Regions from separate parts of the Gossypium hirsutum genome. Here region 1 is linked to region 2. The links are chromatin contacts, called in public Hi-C maps. All regions are on one chromosome and are shown on one strand. Each heading gives the region's core, a stretch centred on a gene start, on an enhancer-like site or on the middle of the called end of the contact. The rest is flanking DNA. Distances are from core to core; before and after follow the strand shown. Region 1 holds the start of LOC107913225 (SUMO-conjugating enzyme SCE1). Region 2 holds the start of LOC107913236 (nicotinate phosphoribosyltransferase 2).

Region 1 (4,524 bases), core at 1,486-3,985, 920 kb before region 2:
CGGTTTCATAATATATGTATATGATAATGATGTTTAGGTGATAATGTAGCTTTGAATGTATGGAATTGTTATGATTGAGGGGCCTTTGATTAGCATATTGGTTAGAATTTATAGGTTGCTTGATTTTGTATATATTGAATGAGTTTAAAGAGTGTTTTGATCATAGAAATGTATGTGCAAATAGTGTACCTTGTTAGGCAAGAATGAGAGTTGTAATGGCTTGTTTTAGGGGCTAATTTCGGACACACGACCTAAGACATGGGTTGTGACACGGTCGTGTTTCTATATTATTTTTAAGTGCAAGTTTCACACGGTTTGAGACATAGTCGTGTGACCTAACTTCGAATATACACATGGTTGAGCACACGGTTTGCGACACGACCATGTGACCATATTTCGAATAACCACATGGGTGGATACACAGGTTGGGACACGGTCGTGTGTCCAGACTTCGAATGTCCACACTGTTTGGACTATGTCACACGACCGTGTGACCCATGTTTCCAAAATTTTCATGTTTTTTCAAAATTTTTTGATTTATTTCAAATTGATCCCTGGTTGTTTGCAAATTATTTTTAGGGCCCCGAAGGCTCGATTTAAGGCCCAAATGTGTATGTTACTATGATTAAAATGAGATGTTGGAATTTATACATAAATTGAATTATTACTTTTGTTTTGAAGTTAAAGGTTTTGTTTTGTATCGTAATGCTCCATAACCATAATTCGATGATTGAGACAGATTCGAGGTGTTACAGTTTCATGTTGTTGAAAAACTTGATCCTTATACTTTAAGAAAGTTTGAAGCTATTGGGAAGTTGTACTACGAAAAGGTTTATGAGATAAGTATTCAAAATAAGCTATTTGTTAAAATTAGCTATTAAATTGAAGATAAAATCTTATCAGATTTTGACTAGAATGACTCTCGAAGAAGTATAAATAAGTAGGTTAGTCGCACATTGTGATATAGTTTTTAGAGTGTCTTTTTCTATTGCTTCATTGTGTATTTTTTGGCTATTTTTTTTGAAGTATTACTCAGAGAGTTTTCAAGATTTTGCAGTTGAGGATAATCTAGAAGAGTGAAAATAACAATTAAGTTCATATTGAACTGCAATTATCCATTTTTATAAGGGTAAATTGGTTTTAAGCAAATAGGTAATTAAATTTAATTAGTAAATATAATCATTCTCTGAGCAAGGCTTTATAAAGTAGAATTGATGAATCCGAACTATCTTAATTGATATTGTGGGTTGATCTTAATTCTCTTAGACTTTGCTTATTACTTCACTTTGTCATAAGCCGTTTTGTTATAACAATAATTTAAATATTAAATTAGAGCAACTACAAATTAAAAGCTTTTTCAAATATTTTTTTTATGGATGTAATTGGCACTTGAACTTGAAATTCATTACACATGTACTTCTGTTGTAATGTTGTTACAATGCGGATGTGTGGCATTGACAATTAATAATAGACATGTGATAGCTTAACATTATGATACGTGACAAGCATTAATAAAAAATAAAAAATATAAAAATATATTATTTCACTTCTAGAATAAATTTAGACAAATTGATATCTAGATTTAGATCAACATAAGTATCATATTGTTTAAATTTGGATGAGTTTTCTTAGTAAATTTATATATTTTTATTCTTTTTTAAAAATGATTATACCAACTACTAATAGGCCAATAGTTAACAAAACCTCGAGGTTTATAATAATTATACCAACTACTAAAAAGATAATGATATAATAATATATAAAGAGTGACAACTAAAAATGTTCTCTCAATAAAATATTTTCAACAAAAAAGAAAAAGAAAAAGGCCGAGAACATGATGAAACCAGAAATTTTTCAAGCAAACCCCATAATTATTGAAACAAAAACAAAGAAAAAAGCGTGTAAACAACAAATAAATGATCTATTTAATGCATAAAAAAGAGCGAGAGATCCGCGAAAAATTTATGTGAAATTTTATACTTTATTGAATATAGAATAAACTTTTTTGAAGATACAAAATTATCTAGAAAAGTGTAAAGAAATTCTAAAATTTTCTAAAAATACATGAGATTTTTCAAAATAATTCTAAAAATGTCACAAAAAATTTAACAAATTCTAAAGAATACTTGAACTTTTTTTCTAAAAATATCACATTTTTAAAATTTAAAAAAATATATTAAAAAAGAACACATTTACAATGAATTTAGACAAACAATATCCAAATTCATTTGAATTTAGACATTTATTTGGACATACAAATATTTTTTTATATTTTTAAAGATATCATAAAATGAAATTACACCATTATATTCTAAGTAGATTAGAGCATAGTTATAAATTGAAATTCAAATACCAACATCAACCAATTAAATGAGAGTTAAATATATATAATCCTAAAAAAAGGGTATTTGCGTTCAACAAGTCAAGATTAAAACATTTTTAATAATTAAATGAGGTTGTTGATAATCACAACACTCAATTAAGTGGTTGGCAATTGAAATTTGAAACAACCTCGGGCTTTAATGGATCCAATAATGGGCTCAAGCTCTAAGCATGGCCCAATAAAAGAAGGCACGTGACTGGTGAGGAGTATAGTGGCGTGGATTTCACGCCGGAATATAATTCAACAGCTAATTCATTGACTTTTTTGTATTTAATCTTTTTAAAGCCAAAGATTAATTAATCCAACCTAAATCTACATATATCTAAAAGGAACGAAGGTACCCCTTGGGATTGGGACCCACCCCCACCAGATCAAATCTTTACCGTATGTTTCTCTCTCGGTCAACTCGGCGCAACGACTCCTCTCTTCATCAAGGGCACAACCGGAAGACCAAAATAATTAATATTTTATTATTTTATTTTTATTTTAGACGACCAAGAGAAATTGAAAATGGAAAAGTCGATTCCATCAACGCCCCTTTTCTTTTTTTTTTTTTTTTTTGTTTTTAATATAATTTTATTTATTATTAAAATTAAACAAACAAAAAAACAATTATTTAAGAAAGGAGAAGAGAGAACATTTGGGTGAGGGTTTTAGAGAGAGAAAGAGAAGGCCGGAGTGAAAGACAAGACACAGAGAGAGAGACAGAGAGAGAGATGTCGGGAGGAATAGCGCGTGGTCGACTCGCCGAGGAACGTAAGGCATGGAGGAAGAACCATCCCCATGTCCGTGGAGTTTGTTTCCCTGTTCTTGTTTATTTTTTTCTGGGTTTCATGTTTTAAATTTTTTATTATTTGTTTGATTTTTTTGTTGTTGAAATTTTAGGGTTTTGTTGCGAAACCAGAGACGTTGCCTGATGGAACGGTCAATTTGATGGTGTGGCATTGCACGATCCCTGGTAAAGCAGGAGTAAGTCGAAGAACTTCTATTTAATTTCTGTATTTTTCTTTTTCATTATCGTCGGTAAAGTTTAATGGATTCTGCTTGTTGAGTTTGGTTCGTCAATTATTTTCTCTTATTTCTTTGGACGTGGATGCTGTTGTGCTGTTTATAGATTTTAAGATTTTAGGGTTCGTATCTTCATTTTGATCTTAGAGAGGTTTTTTTCCTTTAAAGAGAGAGGGCGCTGCTGATTGATGTAAATGAACCCAAGTTTTATGTGATTTTATTGGGTTAAAACATGGACTAGCAAAGATATTGATAATTCCGGATTAAATTGAGTCCTGTGTTTTCCATATAGGATAATAGGAATATTTCTTTCTATTATGGTGCATATGGTATATGCGTGGTTTGTATGACTAGCTCGCATTCAGAATGCCGAGCCTAAACAAGTTTTTCATATATTTGTGGGTTACATAATATGTTATTTTCTTTTTTGTTTTTTCCCGAGGATTTTAGGAAAATGGTGATTGATGGTAAACATGGATGGATATTGAAGTCTGTGTGCTGACAATTTAATATTGTTTTTCTTTTTCTTTTGGGTACATAGAAAGGGGAAGGAATAATGGATTTTAGGCTTTTAGAAAGTAAGTTTTCGTTATATTTAAACAATCGTCTATTGATGGTCAGTATGTTACTGTATGTAGATTTTCTATACTAGTCAGCTTTACATGATTTTATCAATCATGTTGTGAACAAGGACTTGTGGACTCGAAGCCTGGCAATATATTAGTTGTTGTTTCTCAGATTCTCACAACTTGGTACTGTTATCCTCATTTTAATGGGTTATAGAATGGTTATGTGGCATTCGTGGCCCCTAGACAAGAGTTCTGTTATCATTAGGTGCTTTAAACTAATTGCTATCAGTTTTAATTCCTCTGCACTTCCCTCTTGTCTGAAGCTGTTATGAGTATCTCAGCTGTTCTTACATTTCTCCTTCCTTTCTGTTTCAGGAGTTCTAATGGTTGCTGAAGCTCTAGCTTTCTCTTTCTCTTTTCTTTGCTTTAGTACACAGGCACACAGAGGCATGTTTTAACATGAATTGCATATCATGACAGTCCATTTTGTCTATCATTTTTGGCTGTTTTTATTTGGTGGTTCACCAACATAGATCGAAGTTCTTGTCCTTTGTTAGTTATTCA
Region 2 (4,784 bases), core at 1,810-4,309:
AACATTTGTTAATTTTTGAATGGATAATTGGATGGCCTAAGTCCTCCCAAAACTTTCGTGGAAGACCATATGACGCTTAAGGAAAAGTCTTAACCTCCCTGAAGCGATCCTCCAAAGCTTCTACCACACCTCTATAACTATTCGTTACAATGTGCGATATGGCTTTTTTGGAATTTCTCAAGCTCATATGAATTCACACTCGATATAATTTAGCAAATTGCAGCAAATAAACCTATGGAAAATCAGAACAAACAAGATGAAAACTGTAGTTGGATCTAGAAACAGAAACTACCTTCTAGGCTTGTGCTTTTCATAATGGAATGTTGCCATAAAACCCTTCCCACTAGATTCTTATTGAAACATCGAGGTATAAATTTGTAGGACCCAAAGTGAAAGCACTGGACATTTCATAAAGAATGCATAATGACAAGAAACTAGCGAGTTACTTTGTTTCCAAGCGAATTGTAGCAAACTCAGACAACATAACTTGGAAGGACTGGTTAAAACTCAACATTACCGCTAACTCTTGTATCAAAAGCATAGGATACCCTATAAATTAGTTTTTACCTTCATGATGTGCGAAATTTGGTTGTTTAGAAATGCGGTGGTGTTCAAAGACAAGCATGTTGATAACATTACATCTATTCGAACAGTGGTGAAAACAGGTGAATTGTATTTCTTGTTGAACCTTTAAAAGAGAATGTTGCCACCTATAGCTGTTGGCGTTATATGGAAGGCCCAACTCATGGATGGCTCAAACTCAATATAGATGAATCTTTTGTCGAGGATCCCGAAAAGGTATGAGCTAGAGCAATTAGCAAAGACCATGATGGAGGTTGGATTGTTAGTTCCTATCGTCACATTTCTCTCAAGTGTGGAAACCAATTTATCCATTAATGTTGGATACCTTGAAAGCAAAGTTGATGCCACTTCTGTGATCAACTTTATGATTAATAAGAATGACATTAACAACTCTTCTTGTTGAGCTTCTACATTGTGTGCACACGTTAAGGAATAAGTGTGTCAATGCATTAGCACACATAAGAAGCAATTTTTCAATCCTTTAAGCGGAGGTTAACCTTTAACATTTTTAATCTTTTGTGTGTTTATCTAGATGTATTTTATAACATTCTTCTTTTTAAGGTTTAGACTAAAACTGAAAATGTTACGTCTAACAATATTTTAAGTTAATAAAAATTCTTTTCCTGACAAAAAAAATTATATGTTGTGCCAATAATACATTTATTTATAATTAAATTATGTCACAGAAACATTTTTTAAATATTTATAATGTTTCAATAGTTATAATTGAAAAATTACAAGCGATCCAAAAGTTATGTCACTTGTTATTAATTAAGAGTTGTGAGTATTCATAGTGATAAGTTATATTACTTAATTAATAACAAATAGTTATAATTATTCAAGTAAATCTCTATTAAATAATTATGTTTATGTGGTGCTCAAATCCAAGCAGGACAATCCAACCCGAATTCCGAACGTCACGTTAGCCCAAATCACCACAAAGCACACCAACCACCAAACACACCTCACACAATTATTCATGGAATATTTGATAACCTTAAGTCATGTTTCTGTTGCGCTACTCTGATCATCAAGTCATCAGCATAATTCGTAAATTGAATTTTTAACAAGTAAATATTCTAAAAGCTTCAATTGGACATTCATGTAGGTGATAGGATATTTAAAAGGTTATATTTGAAAGGATTTTAGAAATAATTTTATTTAAAAACAAATGATTAGATCTAAATCATAATATAGTAAATTGTTGAAAAAAACCATTTCATAAGATTGAAAATAATATAGTAGAGTAATACATATAAATCTTGTTTAGGAAGATTCGTTAAAACATCATACATCTCTTCATAAATCATCATCACTTAATTAGTTCATACTAAACTCATGATTAATTTCCAGATCACACATAAAACATATAACACTAACCTTAATAACCAATGGCTCTTCAACCTGCACTTACAAGTTAGTCGAACAATTACTCATACCATTCAATTATCTATTTGAAGCAGTAATAAAAGCTCCAAATCAAACCAATTAAAAGTATATAATGTCCAATTACAAACCATTAACAGTTCAAGGTCTAAAACTTCCTTTAGATTTGACAATCAAGTCCAATTGTTAACATTGTTAAATTTTTTGTCAATTTTGTTGATGTCACATTTTTAAATAAAAAATATGAATTTAACAAAATATTTTTAATAATGCTAATAGCTGAACCTGAATTTTGATATCTAAAAAGAATGACTAACCCAAAAATAAAAGTATATTGACTAAATTTTAAATTTACGAAGATTACAAGGACTTATGACATATTTTAACCTGGTATAAAAATATAAATATTTTTAATTATATAAATATGAGTATTTATTTAAATCATGCTTAGCTTCATACCTTACAGCTCTAATGTGTTAATATGTACTCTCATATATGAAATATATGTAATTTAATTAAGTTTTAATTAAGCATTATCTATTATTAAGTTTATATATAACATTGATTATTACAAAATATTTTCTTACTATAAAATAAATTTCAATTATTAAAAGGAAATTACACTATAATATTTTATAACAAATATATTTATGTTGGGTTTATTTTACAAAGAACAATGTAAAATATAAATTTATAAATATAAAATAAACTCAATTAAACAATAAAAAGATAAGAAAATCTTAGAGGTATATTTGCTTTATTAAAAATAGCTTTTATGAAATATTTTTAAAAAATTAGTAAATATTTTACATAAATTCATCCGAATGTATTAATTTTCTTAAAAAAATTATTTTTTAAAAATTATTTTTTAAAATTATTTTAAGTCAAACAAACCAAGAATAAAATTTAAGGAAATGACAAAATGGAATCAAAATCAGAATATATATAATAAAAAACAAGTGAATAAAAGGAAAAAGTGTGGGATGAAAAAGGGAAAGTAAAAATGATCTAACATAAGCCAATAAAAATATAAATGCAATAGATAGAACAGTGATGTTTTATACGGTCCACAAAAAGGCAGTGACGGTTCAAAACCATGAGGGAGGACCTAATTCCGGTTTGTACACGTCATGATTCTTTGAAGGTTGACTGCGCTAAGCCAACCCCCCTTAACACTCTCCGTGTTGCTATTTTCCAGTTTTGGATGGAATTCAATTTGAACTCCTAATTTCATTTTTCTAATTTTCCTTCTGAAGTACGAAAAAAAAAAGAGTACGAAATACGCTTCAATTTTGACGATCTCTCCAAATTTCTTTCTTGTTTTCCTGATCCATACGCTATGTTTTCCTCCACTATATAAAAGCAGACGGGTTTTGAACTGGGAAGTGAGAAGTTGGTAATAATAGGCCAGGAACGATTGAAAATGGAAGCGAAAACGAACGGACCGAGTGTGAATGCGGGTCGGGTTATGGACGGGCCGACGAATCCGATGGTCACTCCTCTTTTAACCGATCTTTATCAGTTCACCATGGCTTACGCTTATTGGAAAGCTGGCAAACACAACGACCGAGCCGTGTAACTTTCAAATTTTTCCCTTTTATACCTTTAATTTCATTCCGTTAAGAATAATTTTTATGTTTCTCTTTCATATCTAATCCGTTGTTTGGCTACTACGAAAATCGGATTGAAAATAGAGTTTTGATGATTCGTAGTTACTGTTTTCAGTAGAGTTCTTTTTCCTTCGAACTTCACTTTTTTTGAAGTTCAAGTTGTTACCGAAGAAAAAAACAAAAAGTTATTGGAAAATCAGGGCTTCCGATGTTCGAAAGTTAGTTATTTAACTAATAATCATTTGGTTACCTGTTAGTTTAAGAAATGAAAAATGAGAAATTACAAGTGTTTCCCAGTGTGAAAGATTGAATATTTCGAGCTTCGGATTAGCGTTTTATAATATGCTTTCAGGTTCGATCTATATTTTCGAAAGAATCCATTTGGTGGTGAATTTACAGTGTTTGCTGGTTTGGAAGAATGCATAAAGCTCATTGCTAATTTCGAGTTAACCGAGGAAGAGATTTCCTTCATCTGTGAAACCTTGCCTGGTTCATGTGAGGTAAGCTAACTACTTCGCAGATGATTCAAGTTATGATATTCTGGGTTCTGTTTGTTTTACTGTGCTTGTAATTGGATGTTTAACTTATTCATTGTTTCTGCAAACAACAGGAAGGCTTTGTCAAGTATCTAAGAAATATTGACTGTTCTGATGTTGAAGTTTATGCTATTTCGGAGGGAACAGTTGTTTTCCCAAAGGTGCCCCTGCTTCGAGTTGAAGGACCAGTTGCTGTGAGTGCTATCAAACTTTTTTTTTTTGCCACATCTGTTTGTCTTGAATTTGGTTCTGTTTTTTCAGCTCCTTTGTTTTCATCTTATTTTTTCTTGATTCGTGAATTTTTGTTTTTAGGTGGTTCAATTGTTGGAGACTCCAGTTCTGAATCTTGTAAATTTTGCGTCCTTGGTGGCTACAAATGCGGCTAGACACAGACTTGTTGCTGGAAAATCTAAAATGTTGCTTGAGTTCGGGCTTCGACGAGCTCAGGTTGATGAGTTTTTTCTTTTTTATTTTCTTATTGTCAATGTTAATAATTGAGTTTCATTCTGTCAGACATTTTAATTGCAGGGACCTGATGGCGCTATTTCAGCATCAAAGTATTGTTATATTGGAGGCTTTGATGCTACAAGGTGGTTTTCTAAAATATTCATATCCTGTTCGACACTGCTTTTATGGCTTCCTATATCATGTTATTCAACTGGATGGAAAT

The links. Hi-C and Micro-C count contacts between places; a contact is called where the count stands out from the background.
Region 1: a Hi-C map of leaf shows a contact between it and region 2, with 2.0 times the contacts expected there. The contact joins the promoter of LOC107913225 here to the promoter of LOC107913236 in region 2. A contact is called at or near these places in 2 of 34 Hi-C or Micro-C datasets (both in leaf).

What each region holds. Positions count from the first base shown.
Region 1 is chrD11:26,202,354-26,206,877 of Gossypium_hirsutum_v2.1, reverse strand. It overlaps LOC107913225 (SUMO-conjugating enzyme SCE1), which reads left to right and starts at 2,735. Exons shown (of 5, transcript XM_016841746.2): 1 at 2,735-3,168; 2 at 3,269-3,352. The coding sequence starts at 3,100.
Region 2 is chrD11:25,286,778-25,291,561 of Gossypium_hirsutum_v2.1, reverse strand. It overlaps LOC107913236 (nicotinate phosphoribosyltransferase 2), which reads left to right and starts at 3,059. Exons shown (of 15, transcript XM_016841759.2): 1 at 3,059-3,543; 2 at 3,931-4,078; 3 at 4,189-4,308; 4 at 4,427-4,561; 5 at 4,643-4,704. The coding sequence starts at 3,392.